2 separate regions of the Sus scrofa genome follow, and region 2 is linked to region 1. A link is a contact called in public promoter capture Hi-C data. All regions are on one chromosome and are shown on one strand. Each heading gives the region's core, a stretch centred on a gene start, on an enhancer-like site or on the middle of the called end of the contact. The rest is flanking DNA. Distances are from core to core; before and after follow the strand shown. Region 1 holds the start of LOC110256807. Region 2 holds the start of EDRF1 (erythroid differentiation-related factor 1).

Region 1 (5,081 bases), core at 1,721-4,220:
ACCGGAGCGGTGGCAGCAGCTCAGAGATCTGATGCTAGACAAAAGGATATTTAGTGTTTCAACTCTGGGATACAGACCCTCGTACTTGAAAAAGAGAAAAGAAATGCTGTTTCAATATTAAAGCCTGTTTGACTGAAACTGTTTAATGAGCATTTTGAATATTACTTTATAATTGCTCTAAGAAGTACTCTTTGAAATCAAATTATGAAAACAAGATCCTTTAAGCTCCCATTACTCCAACATGTAAAAAATGTTATTCAAAAAATCAAAACAGTGGAATACTCCGAAGTACATGAAATCTACCAAGTTCTACTTTGAGAACCCTAGAGGCAGAACAGCAGTCTTAGGTACAGAACAAGAGGTAAATTTTAGACTGTCTTTGAACCCAAGCACCCAGCAAAGAAGAGTGTCTTCTTTGAAAGAGTAGTACGGAGAATTTGATACATAGTTCGCCAAAGTCGGGAGGCAGAATCACTTAGTAAACTAACCAAAATAAACGTCCCCGCCAAATTATCCATGTCAGATAAAAATATACCAGTCTCTACAATATCCAACAGAATTGCAAATAAGGCACTTAGCATTTTAAATTCCCAATGCATATTTATAGAATTCTCTTGTCTACCCTTCGAGCCATTCACATCTGACTCTAAGAACTTAACCCGATCCTCCAGTCTTTAAAGAGGGGAAAAATCCAGAATGATCTGTTTACCCCGGATAGGGCAAGTGAGCCCTGCTTCACGACGTAGGCCACTGCCAGCCGCCTCCACCGCAAGGTCGCAGAACAAGCGGGGATTTCTACCAAAAATTCCTCCTTTCCCCCGTCAAATACTAAACAAGGGGACCCCTGGAGCCAACTGCTGCTTGGGCCGCCTCGGGAAAAAGTATTCGGGGGCTGGAAGCACCACACGCACTCTCGCGCACACGCACACAGTGTCCGTGACCATCGGCGGCGGCGGCAAGCGAGCCACCGGAGGGAGTGTGTGCGCGTGTGTGTGTCTCGCTGCGGCCAGCGGTGACCGCGCCGAGCTCCCGGGCCCGCGGCCTCCCAGCACCAGGGAGCTGCGTGGGCTGCGCACGACCGGCCACGCCGCGGGCCTCCCGCTGGTGAAAGATCTCTGCGCGCCTCGGCTCCCGGGCGCCTCTGCCCAACTTGCCCCGGGGCGTTGGGAAGAGCGCGAGGGAGAGAAAGAAAGGCGCTTCCCTCTGGTCGCTCGGGTCCGTCCGGCGCCGCGGAGGACAAGGAGGAAGAGGCGACCGCGGCCGCCCGGCTGTCGCTGCGCCGCGCCGAGTTACCGCGGCCCGGGGCGCGCCCCCGCCAGCCCCTCCTGCGAAACTTTTTCTTTTTGGATCGCCCCACCCGAAAAGTGCGGCCAGGGCGGGGGAGGCCGGCGGGCCGGGTTCGCGGCGGCGGCGGCGGCGGCGGCGGCGGCGGCGGCGGCAGCGGCGGCGGGCGAGGAGGAAGTGGTGCTGGCGGGAGCGCGGCCGGGCAGAGGAAATGCCCAGCCAGCCCGGCCCCCGCCCGCGCCCGCGCCCGCCGCCCGGCTCGCCCCGGGCCCCCGCCCCGCTGCGACTTTGGCGGGCCGAGCCCGGCGCGGCAGTGGTGGTGGCGGCGGCAGATGTGGCCCGGCTGCCCGGAGAAGCCAACAATGCGGGGCCGGCAAAACAAAAGGGTTCCACTTCGCCTCCTTTCCCGTCTTTCACTTGCGCTCCCGGGGCGCCGCGCGGGATCCCCTGCCGGCAGGGGCCGCTCCCCTGGGGGCCCCGAGCCGAGCGCGCCCCGGTTTCCCAGTGGACCCTCAGCTCCCCTCCCCCGCCCCCGCCCCGCAGGCGAAAGGCCCGGCGCGCTCGGACTCCCGGTCCCGAGGGATCCGGGTGTATTGTCCCCGCGGCGTGCCGCGCGCTCGGCCTGGGTCGCTGGCAGCCCCCGCGCGCGCACCCACCGGCCTCGGGGAATGGGAGCCGGGGGCACCTAGGAAACCGTCGCCGAGACGCCGCCGCCGCCGCTGCCCTCCGGACGCCGCCGCACTCGGGGTTTCTTTTTTTTTTTTTTTTTTTTTTTTTTTCCCAATCCTGATGGGAAGGAAGGTGACCGCCTACTTCGCATTCATCAACTCTCATCACAACAACAAAAATCCTGGCGCAAACGGCGGCCAGCGGGCGCGATCCGCGGTGGCGGGGGGGGGGGGCGCGGGCAAGGACCCCCAGGCCGGCGCCCACCCCCAAGCGCCGAGCAGGGACACCGGGCCGGGGGCGCAGACCAAAGATGTCCTCGGATGCCGGCTCCGTGTCCTTCGCCCTCCTCCTCCTCCCCCAGTGGCGCAGTGAGGCGCGGGCGCGGCGCCCCCAGCCCGTGGCCGCAGGTGAGGCGGGGGCGGGGGCGGCGGCGGCCCCAGCCCTCCCCCGGGGCCCCCCTTACCTCGTCCTGGGCCGCCGGCGTCCAAGGCGAAGGGCGCCCACCCGGGAGGCGGCGGCGGCGGCGGCGGCGGCGGCGGCAGCGGCGGCGGCTCCCGCCCCTCCCACCCCACCCGGCGGCGGTGGCGGTGGCGGCGGCTGTGCGGCCCCCCCCTCAGCGCGGCATGGCTCCCGGCTCCGTCCCTCGCTCCTTGGGCCGCCGCCGGCTCTTCTGGGCCGCTCCCGGGCCACCTTAAAATGACACACGCACACAGGGACACACACACAAAAACTTAATCTCTCCAGCTCCCCGCCCCTCCCCCTACTGCCCTTCCCTCTCCTCCCCCTTCTCTCCCCTCCCCACCCTATCCCTCCCCTTCCCTTCCTCCTCCTCCCCTCACCGCCGAGCCTCTTCCTACTTCCCCACCCACCCCACCCCCTTCCTCCGCCCACCCGGCTCCCGATCCTCCCCAGCTCCGTCCCGGCCCCACGCCCGCCGGCCGGGAGGGGGCTGCGCTGGGGGTCCCCGGCCCGCCCTCGCCCCGCGCTTCGCTCACCCCCAAGAGGATGCTAATTCCAACTTGGATCGGGGGAGGGAGCGTCCTGGATGCCGAGCGCCTCCCGGCTATTTGCTCTTCTTTATTTGTTTTCTCCTCCGGGGAAGGAGGAGGAAAACGGAGAGAAAAGGAAAGGGAAAGAAGCGACGCCGACTGCGTCTCCCGGTGGCCGCTGGCTGCGCAGGAGCGAGGCGGGAGGCGAGGTGAGGGTCGCCGCCCGCTCACTCCTCGCTCCTTTTTTTTTTTTTTTTTTTTTTTTTTTTTCTCCTTTTTTCTTTTTTTTTTTTGGGCAAAGGCGGGGTCTCTCTTTGCAAACCAATGACACAACCCCACATGGGCCGGCCTCGCCCCCTACGGATACTCTTCACTACAAATCGGCTCTCTCGGGGATTAGTGGCTCCGCGAAAGTGCACACAGGCGCGGCGGGCGGGCGAGGGGGCCGGGCGCGGCGGGCACTCCCCGGCCAGGCCCCGCCCGGGAGGCCCTCGCGTAACGCTGGGGCCCTGGCGGCAGGGGTGGGGGTCCAGCGGCGGCGGCGGCCAGGAGTCCGGCCCTGCCTTCGCCCTCCTTCCTCCTCCGCCCCTTCCACGTGGGGCCCCGGGCGGCCGGCCACGTGGGGGGACGCGAGCCCGGGCGGACCGCGGCGCGGCGCCCCGAGGCGGCCCTGGCTCCTTCGGGCCCCCGCCGGGCCCACGGCGCCGACGACCTGCCCCCTTCCCGGCCCCACGGCTCCAACTTCCTCCCGGGCCCCCGCGCCGGCTGCCTGTGCCTTCTCAAGGCCCGCGGGGTCAGGCGCAGGCCGGCCACAGGGGGCACTTGCGCTCCCCAAATCCGGATCCGGGAGACGGTGCCCGCGCCTGGCCCGAGGGGCGGCGATAGCTGTGGGTGCGCGCAGAGGGAGCCCTGTGTGCTGGAACTTGCAGCGGTTGCGTTCCCTACAAGAAGCAAAAACATTTTTTACACATCAAAAAAAAAAAATGTTCCTTCCTGTTGCTTGGATCTCGCCGGGGCTATTTTTAAAGCCTCGCCTTGGGTGGGAGCTCCGGGCCTCGCGGGACGGAGGCGCTCTGCGGCCGCAGCGGCTCCAGAGAATCAAGGACCTGGGCTCGCGCGCCGCCCCAACGCGCCGAGGTTAGTGTCTGAACACCAGGATCCAGGCCGAGCGCCGGCCGCACCTAGACGAAATTGCACGCCCGTGACCCGCGGTGTGGGAGCCCAGTTTGCGGAAAGGAGTCAGCGGCTGCGGGCTGGGAGGGCTCTTTTGCCTGCGCCCCAGAGCCCCCCAAACTCATCTCACGTCTCTGAGATCGGCCGCGCGTCCTGCAAGAGCCCCTCTTGGGCTGAATGGAGCCCTTAGTCTCGATCTGTTTAAAAACCATATTGAGATGTTAGGAACTGGATTGAGACGTTGAGCAGCAAAGGCGTGGGAAGGGGTGTGTGAGGTCTGGCCTCTGCAGGCCGCAGGGACTGCCATGCCCGGATCTGAGTGGCGGAGTTGAGCCTCCCACGTACCCGGAGTGCACCACACCCTACCAACCGGAGGAAACTTGGGCTGGGGCCTGGGGCCAGAGAAAGGGCCACCGAACCGCTGGACCCTCTTCTGCATCCCGAAGAGCTCTGCTCTAGGCCTCTCGGTCTATTGACATTTTTAAAACTCCAGCGCCCGCCCGCAGCGGGGGGTGAGTTCTCGCTACTCGTTTGCTAAAGCTGCGCCCAGGTTGGCCTGTGCGACAGGCAATGTGGGGGCCTTGACTCCGGATGACCGTTTTATCATCAAACAATAGGTTTTCAAACCCCACTGAAGACCTCCTAGAAGTGCTGGCAGTGCCGGGCCAGGCATTTAAAACGCACTAGCTCAGAAAATTCAGTTACTAAGATGTCCGAAGCTGGTTTTCTACTTGTCCTAATAGGCCCGGGCCAGGCCAGCTGAGTGGCTCCGGAGTCTACGGTACAGGTGAAAAACTGCCAGACTCCTGCTGTGTTCGGGGTCTCCATCTTCTGACGACCCTGCATCCCCAGAAACTTCTTCAGGGCTCTCCCCTCCGCATCAGTTTTGACTCAAGGTCACCGAGCCTAAGAAAGTTCTGGGCTGCACACGGACCCCGCCCACCCCCAGGGTACTGGGCTCCTGGT
Region 2 (5,472 bases), core at 2,254-4,753, 550 kb after region 1:
GAGTTCCCGTCATGGCTCAGTGGTTAACGAATCCGACTAGGAACCATGAGGTTGCAGGTTCAATCCCTGCCCTTGCTCAGTGGGTTAAGGATCTGGCATTGCCGTGAGCTGTGGTGTAGGTTGCAGACGTGGCTCGGATCCCGTGTTGCTGTGGCTCTGGCATAGGCTGGCAGCTACAGCTCCTATTGGACCCCTATCCTGGGAACCTCCATATGCCACAGGAGCGGCCCTCAAAAGGCAAAAAGGCAAAAAAAAAAAAAAAAAATCATGTTCATTGCAGCGCTGTTTACAACAGTCAAGACATGGAAGCAACCTAAATGTCCATCAACAGAGAACTGGATAAAGAGGATGTGGTACATATATACAATGGAATATTACTCAGCCATAAAAAGGCGAAATAATGTCATTTGCAGCAATATGGATGAACCTAAAAATGATCACACTAAGTGAAATAAGTCAGAGAAAGACAAATACATGAGATCACAAATAGGTGGAATCTAAGGAAAAATGACACAAAAGAACTTAAAAAGCAGAAGCAGATGCAAAGATTTTGAAACCAAACTTACAGTTACCAAAGGGAAACATGAGTGGGGGAGGGATAAATTAGGGGGGTGGGATTGACATATACACACTACTACATATAAAGTAGGTAGGTGACAAGGACCGAATGTACAGGACAGGGTAACCTGCTCAATTCTGTGTAATAACCTACATGGGAAAAGAATCTGAAAAAGGATGGATGTACATATATGTAGAACGGACTGACTTTGCTGTACACCTGAAACCAACAACTTTGTAAGTCAACTATACGCCAGTCAAATTAAAAAAACTGATAAGCAGTTAGAGCTAGAAGAATGTATAACCTTGATGTAATTCAGAGGTGCCCAGTCTCTCCTGCCATCAGGGATCATCATCACTCCCTAAACCTCTCTACTCCTGCCCTGGGAGCGGCCCCAGGAAACCTGGGTCCCCCTCAGATTTCCCTCCGCAAGTAGCCCCTCGGCATCTCTGGGTCCACCAGCCTTCCGCCTGCTCTCATGGACCCCTGTGCATCTGACCTCTCCTTTTCTGCACTGACTTCTCCCTCTCTCTGGCTCATTCTTCTCTGCCTTTTCCCAGGCTGTTGCCAGCACATTTTCTCCCTAAGTACCATCCACAAAGGTTCAGGCACTTCTCAAGAGGCCTGCCAAGTTTGTAAATCCTGAGAAAAGCGTTACTGCTACCTCAGGAAATCCCCACTTACGGAGATAGAATTATATCGTAAAACAACAGAATTTTAAGATCATGAGACGCTCAATATGTATGTCTATATGTATATGTCTACAAGCTTAATAAAAGGACATTTTACCATAAAATAATGCATAATCAAAAATTTAAAACAGGGAAATAAAGCTTTAAAGGATAAATTTAAAATTGCTTCCTTTTACCCCTCGGATGTGTTTTTATGGACATTGACACAGAGATAGATATGTTGGTAAAATACAGAACTTAGTGGAGGTTTGCTTTGAATTTTTTTTTTTTTTTGTCTTTTTTTGTCTTTTGTCTTTTTGTTGTTGTTGTTGTTGCTATTTCTTGGGCCGCTCCCGCGGCATATGGAGGTTCCCAGGCTAGGGGTCGAATCGGAGCTGTAGCCACCGGCCTACGCCAGAGCCACAGCAATGCGGGATCCGAGCCGCGTCTGCAACCTACACCACAGCTCACGGCAATGCTGGAGCAATGCTGGATCGTTAACCCACTGAGCAAGGGCAGGGACCGAACCCGAAACCTCATGGTTCCTAGTCGGATTCGTCAACCACTGCGCCACGACGGGAACTCCTGAATTTTTTTTAATCACCTAACATCATGCAAAATTTTATACTACAGGTACATTTAATACACATTTTACAGTACAGGTACAATTTTTGTGAGTTTTTTGTTTCTTTAGGACTGCACCTAAAAAGACAAAAGAGTTCCTACGAAAGTTCTACAGCCACAGCAATGCCAGATCCCAGCCAGGTCTGCAACCTACACCACAGCTCATAGCAACGCTGGATCCTTAACCCACTGAGCGGGGCCAGAGATTGAACCTGCCTCCTTATGGATACTAGTGGAGTTCCTTACCGCTGAGCCACAGCAGGCACTCCCCAAAGGGTACAAATTAAATGTTCTTGAATAATCTTGAAAAACAAGTTAATGCACAAGTTAATGGTACTAAGTACTCAAAATAGACATAACCGTACATCCTAATTAGATATCCTGATATCCAAATATCCCAACGTTAGATATCTGTGTTCAACTTTTTGCTATAATGTAAAATAACGTGTTGCTTGCAAAAAAAAAGTACTGACTTCAAAAATACAAAATAATGTAAATACCAAAACGAACACGTGTCTACAAGACGTGCTATTAAATTGTTGGTAAATGCAGTTTGTAAAAATGTTTTGTTACATTTGAAAACAATTTGAGTCTGCTGTCACAAGCACTTCCAAATATGAATATAATTAGTAGTTATCAAAGCCTAATGTCTATTACAAACCGAGATAGTCAAATAACTGCAAAGGCAAAATTAATTTTAAAAAATCCTCAATATTTTACAGCAAAACAAAACAGGCATTTTTATAATGGATGTGATGGCATTTAACTACGCTTGACCTGATCTTGGCTGTGAGCTCGGAGAATAAGAGCGCCTAGTACCTTCAAAGCTTTAAGCCGTCCTTGGCTGTTTTTCTACCTCTTCGCTACTCAAAACACTGGCATCATATCCTAGGGAATCTAGGAATCTCAGGCCCCTCCCAGACTAACTGAAACAGAATCTTCAGGTCACCTGGATCCCCAGCCTTTTCCCCAGCACTTTAAGGCTGGAGAAATCCCTGGATCAATGGAATGAATGCCTTTTGCTAGTTCCCTGGGGGCCTGACAAACGGCGGGAGCACTTCCGTTGACGCTCCGCGAGTCACTAAGCGGCAAATCGCACCTTCGGTGGTGCCACCCCCTCTGAAGTCCAGCCCTTCAGCAAAGGCGGCGGGCCTCCTCGGCGCCGTCCTCTCCACGGAGCCCCGGCCCCCCGCACGCATTGTGATGCGCGGACAGGACTCCGAGTCCGGGTGAGCTGGAGTCTCGACCGCCATCACCTGGGCCTGTCTTCCCTTCCTGGGCCTGTGAGCCCGTCTGTAAACGAAGGGGACGCTGAAAGCTGGAGGGACGAGCGCTAGGACTTCACTACTTTAAAAAACGGGAGCCGCGGGTTACACCTACGGGGGCTTTTCCCCCGCCGACACAGGGAGAACCTCCGCGGCACTGCCGCGGCCTCGCGCCCAGGCCCGCAGAACTGTTTGCCAACAAAGACCCGCGTGCAAGGGGTGGAGCCTGAGAGTCAGATCACGCGGGAGGCAGTTCCCCGAACACTCTGACAGACGCAGGCGCACTACAGTTCCCGCGCCCGCCGCGAAGGTGGGCTCTGTCGGGGGAGGCCGGGCCGGGCCTCAGGCACAAAGATCGCGAGATTTGAATACGTCAGCACCACCTCTTCCTGTCAGAGGCCGGAAGTGCAGGGTGTCTCCGGCGCTTGCTTTACGGTGCTGCCGCGCCGCCGGGCCGCGGAACGTGCTGGGGCTTCTCGGCTTGAGCTTTGCCTCGCCTGCCCCGGACGGAGGTGATGGGGGACTCTAAGGAGGCCGTGGCTGAGGCTCCGCCGATTGGGGCCACTGCTCGGGACGGGCTCAGCCTCCTGTCCCAAGGAGAGACGGAGGAACCTTCTGCACAGGTGAGTCTGCCGCGGGGCGGGGCGGGACCTGCAGGGCTCGGGGGCTGCGGGCCGCTCGGCCGGGGAGGGATGTCACGGTTCCCAGCGGCTCCTGGAGCCTTTTCCACCCCTCCCGGACGGCCCCCAAAACGGAGTGGAAGTCCGAGTGCTTGTCGACAATTATTGAGGCATTTACTTGCAAGTCATTCGTGTCAGAAGCAGTCCTGGCTTCTCACTCGGTGGTAACCGACGGGTGAGTTAGACGCGATCTCTGCTGTCAGGGAGCGCGTATGTAAATATGTGGTTCCAAAATTGGCAGACTTGCAAGCTGGAGGGAGAAGGGAGCGCGCTGACCGAGACTGAGCCAGTGTTTGAAGTGTGCGGAGTGTTGGCCAGGCCACAAAGGGACAGCGTGAAAGAAGGTTGGAAGAGATATCTCAGACCCTGAGCTTTCTTGGGGGTGTGCAAGTGAAATCTGTGTCGTTTCCCCAGTGATTTGCTATGAAGTTAGACGTTCAGAGTATTTGTGCAATAAACTCATCAGGTATTAAACTCTTACTTAGAAACAGAAAAGGCCCAGGTATCTTACTGCAAGCTACTTTCCAAATGATGTATGTTATTGAAATTAAAATGCATGTTGAATAAATGTGGCATTTTGTTAACATGCTACTATTGACTCCTTGGTTTCTGTCTCTACACTTTCTATGAATCAGTTTTAAAAGTTAGTGTGAGAAAATGTATACATGTATGTGTGCCTGGGTCACCTTGCCGTGCAGTAGGAAATTGACAGAATACTGCAAACCAGCTATAATGGAAAAAATAACAATCATTTAGAAAATAAAGTGAGGTTGGTTGGCCTGCTTTTGCTAGATTGTAACCATAGTCATCACACTCCTTGGCTCATCTTTTTTGAAATGATGTGAAGAAGAGCAAAGCAAACTGTACAGTTTATGCTCACGTTTATTAAGTGCTCTTCGTGGTAGTGGCCTGTGTTCTTAGCAGCCTGATGTGGTGTCTGGTTTTCTTTTTATAAAGATGGGGTTTTCATTCTTAGTGGTGTTGATTCAAGTTCCACGTCATATGTTAATCAGGGATCAGCTTTATTTCTCGGCGGCAATGAAGTGAAGAGCCGAGCAGTGGTGAAGTACTCCTCTGCCCCGCCTCGGACGGCATTTGCGCGCCTGGAAGAGAAGACAGACTTGAAACTCCCACCTGCCAACTGGCTCCGAGAGAGTGCCAAACTCGGACCGGCAGGAACTACCATTCTTGGCAATAGTAAGAAAAGCAAGCCATTTTCAAGGTAAATATTAACTGATGGCATTTTCACCTGTCCCTCAAACCTCCCCCTTAAAACTCTTTATACCTGCTCTGCAGTTTAATTCGTAATGCCCATCAACTGGCCAAGATTTAGCTTTAGAAAAAGATCATGTTTGACTTTGAAAGTCCTCCCCCCCATAACAGGATTCTGTCATAACATGAAGATAACAGTTGCATGTTTATTTCAAGTCTATGTGGTGTTATTAATTAACAAGGATGAGTTTTGACCACGAAAATTCAATCAGCTGTTTTAATTTTAGCCAATTTGCATGCCTTTTGGTTATAGAGAATTAGGATGGCACGTGACAAGGAAAACCCTTAATGCTGCCTAATCTGCCCTGTGGATTTTTTTTTTTTTTGGCCACAGCTGCAGCATATGGAAGTTCCTGGACCAGGGATAGAAATCAGGCGGCAGCTGTGGCAATGCAGGATCC

What was found. Promoter capture Hi-C pulls out the DNA fragments that hold promoters and counts their contacts.
Region 2: a contact with region 1 is called in a promoter capture Hi-C map of fetal skeletal muscle, with 8 times the contacts expected there. The contact joins the promoter of EDRF1 here to the promoter of LOC110256807 in region 1. A contact is called at or near these places in 1 of 5 promoter capture datasets (fetal skeletal muscle) and 2 of 47 Hi-C or Micro-C datasets (heart right ventricle and mesenteric adipose tissue).

Annotation. Positions count from the first base shown.
Region 1 is chr14:134,485,728-134,490,808 of Sscrofa11.1, forward strand. It overlaps LOC110256807, which reads left to right and starts at 2,971. Exons shown (of 1, transcript XM_021073633.1): 1 at 2,971-5,081. The coding sequence starts at 2,999. The coding sequence ends at 4,084. CTBP2 (C-terminal-binding protein 2) reads right to left here and starts at 3,078. Exons shown (of 11, transcript XM_021073631.1): 1 at 2,949-3,078.
Region 2 is chr14:135,038,579-135,044,050 of Sscrofa11.1, forward strand. It overlaps EDRF1 (erythroid differentiation-related factor 1), which reads left to right and starts at 3,504. Exons shown (of 25, transcript XM_005671561.3): 1 at 3,504-3,742; 2 at 4,813-5,021. The coding sequence starts at 3,635.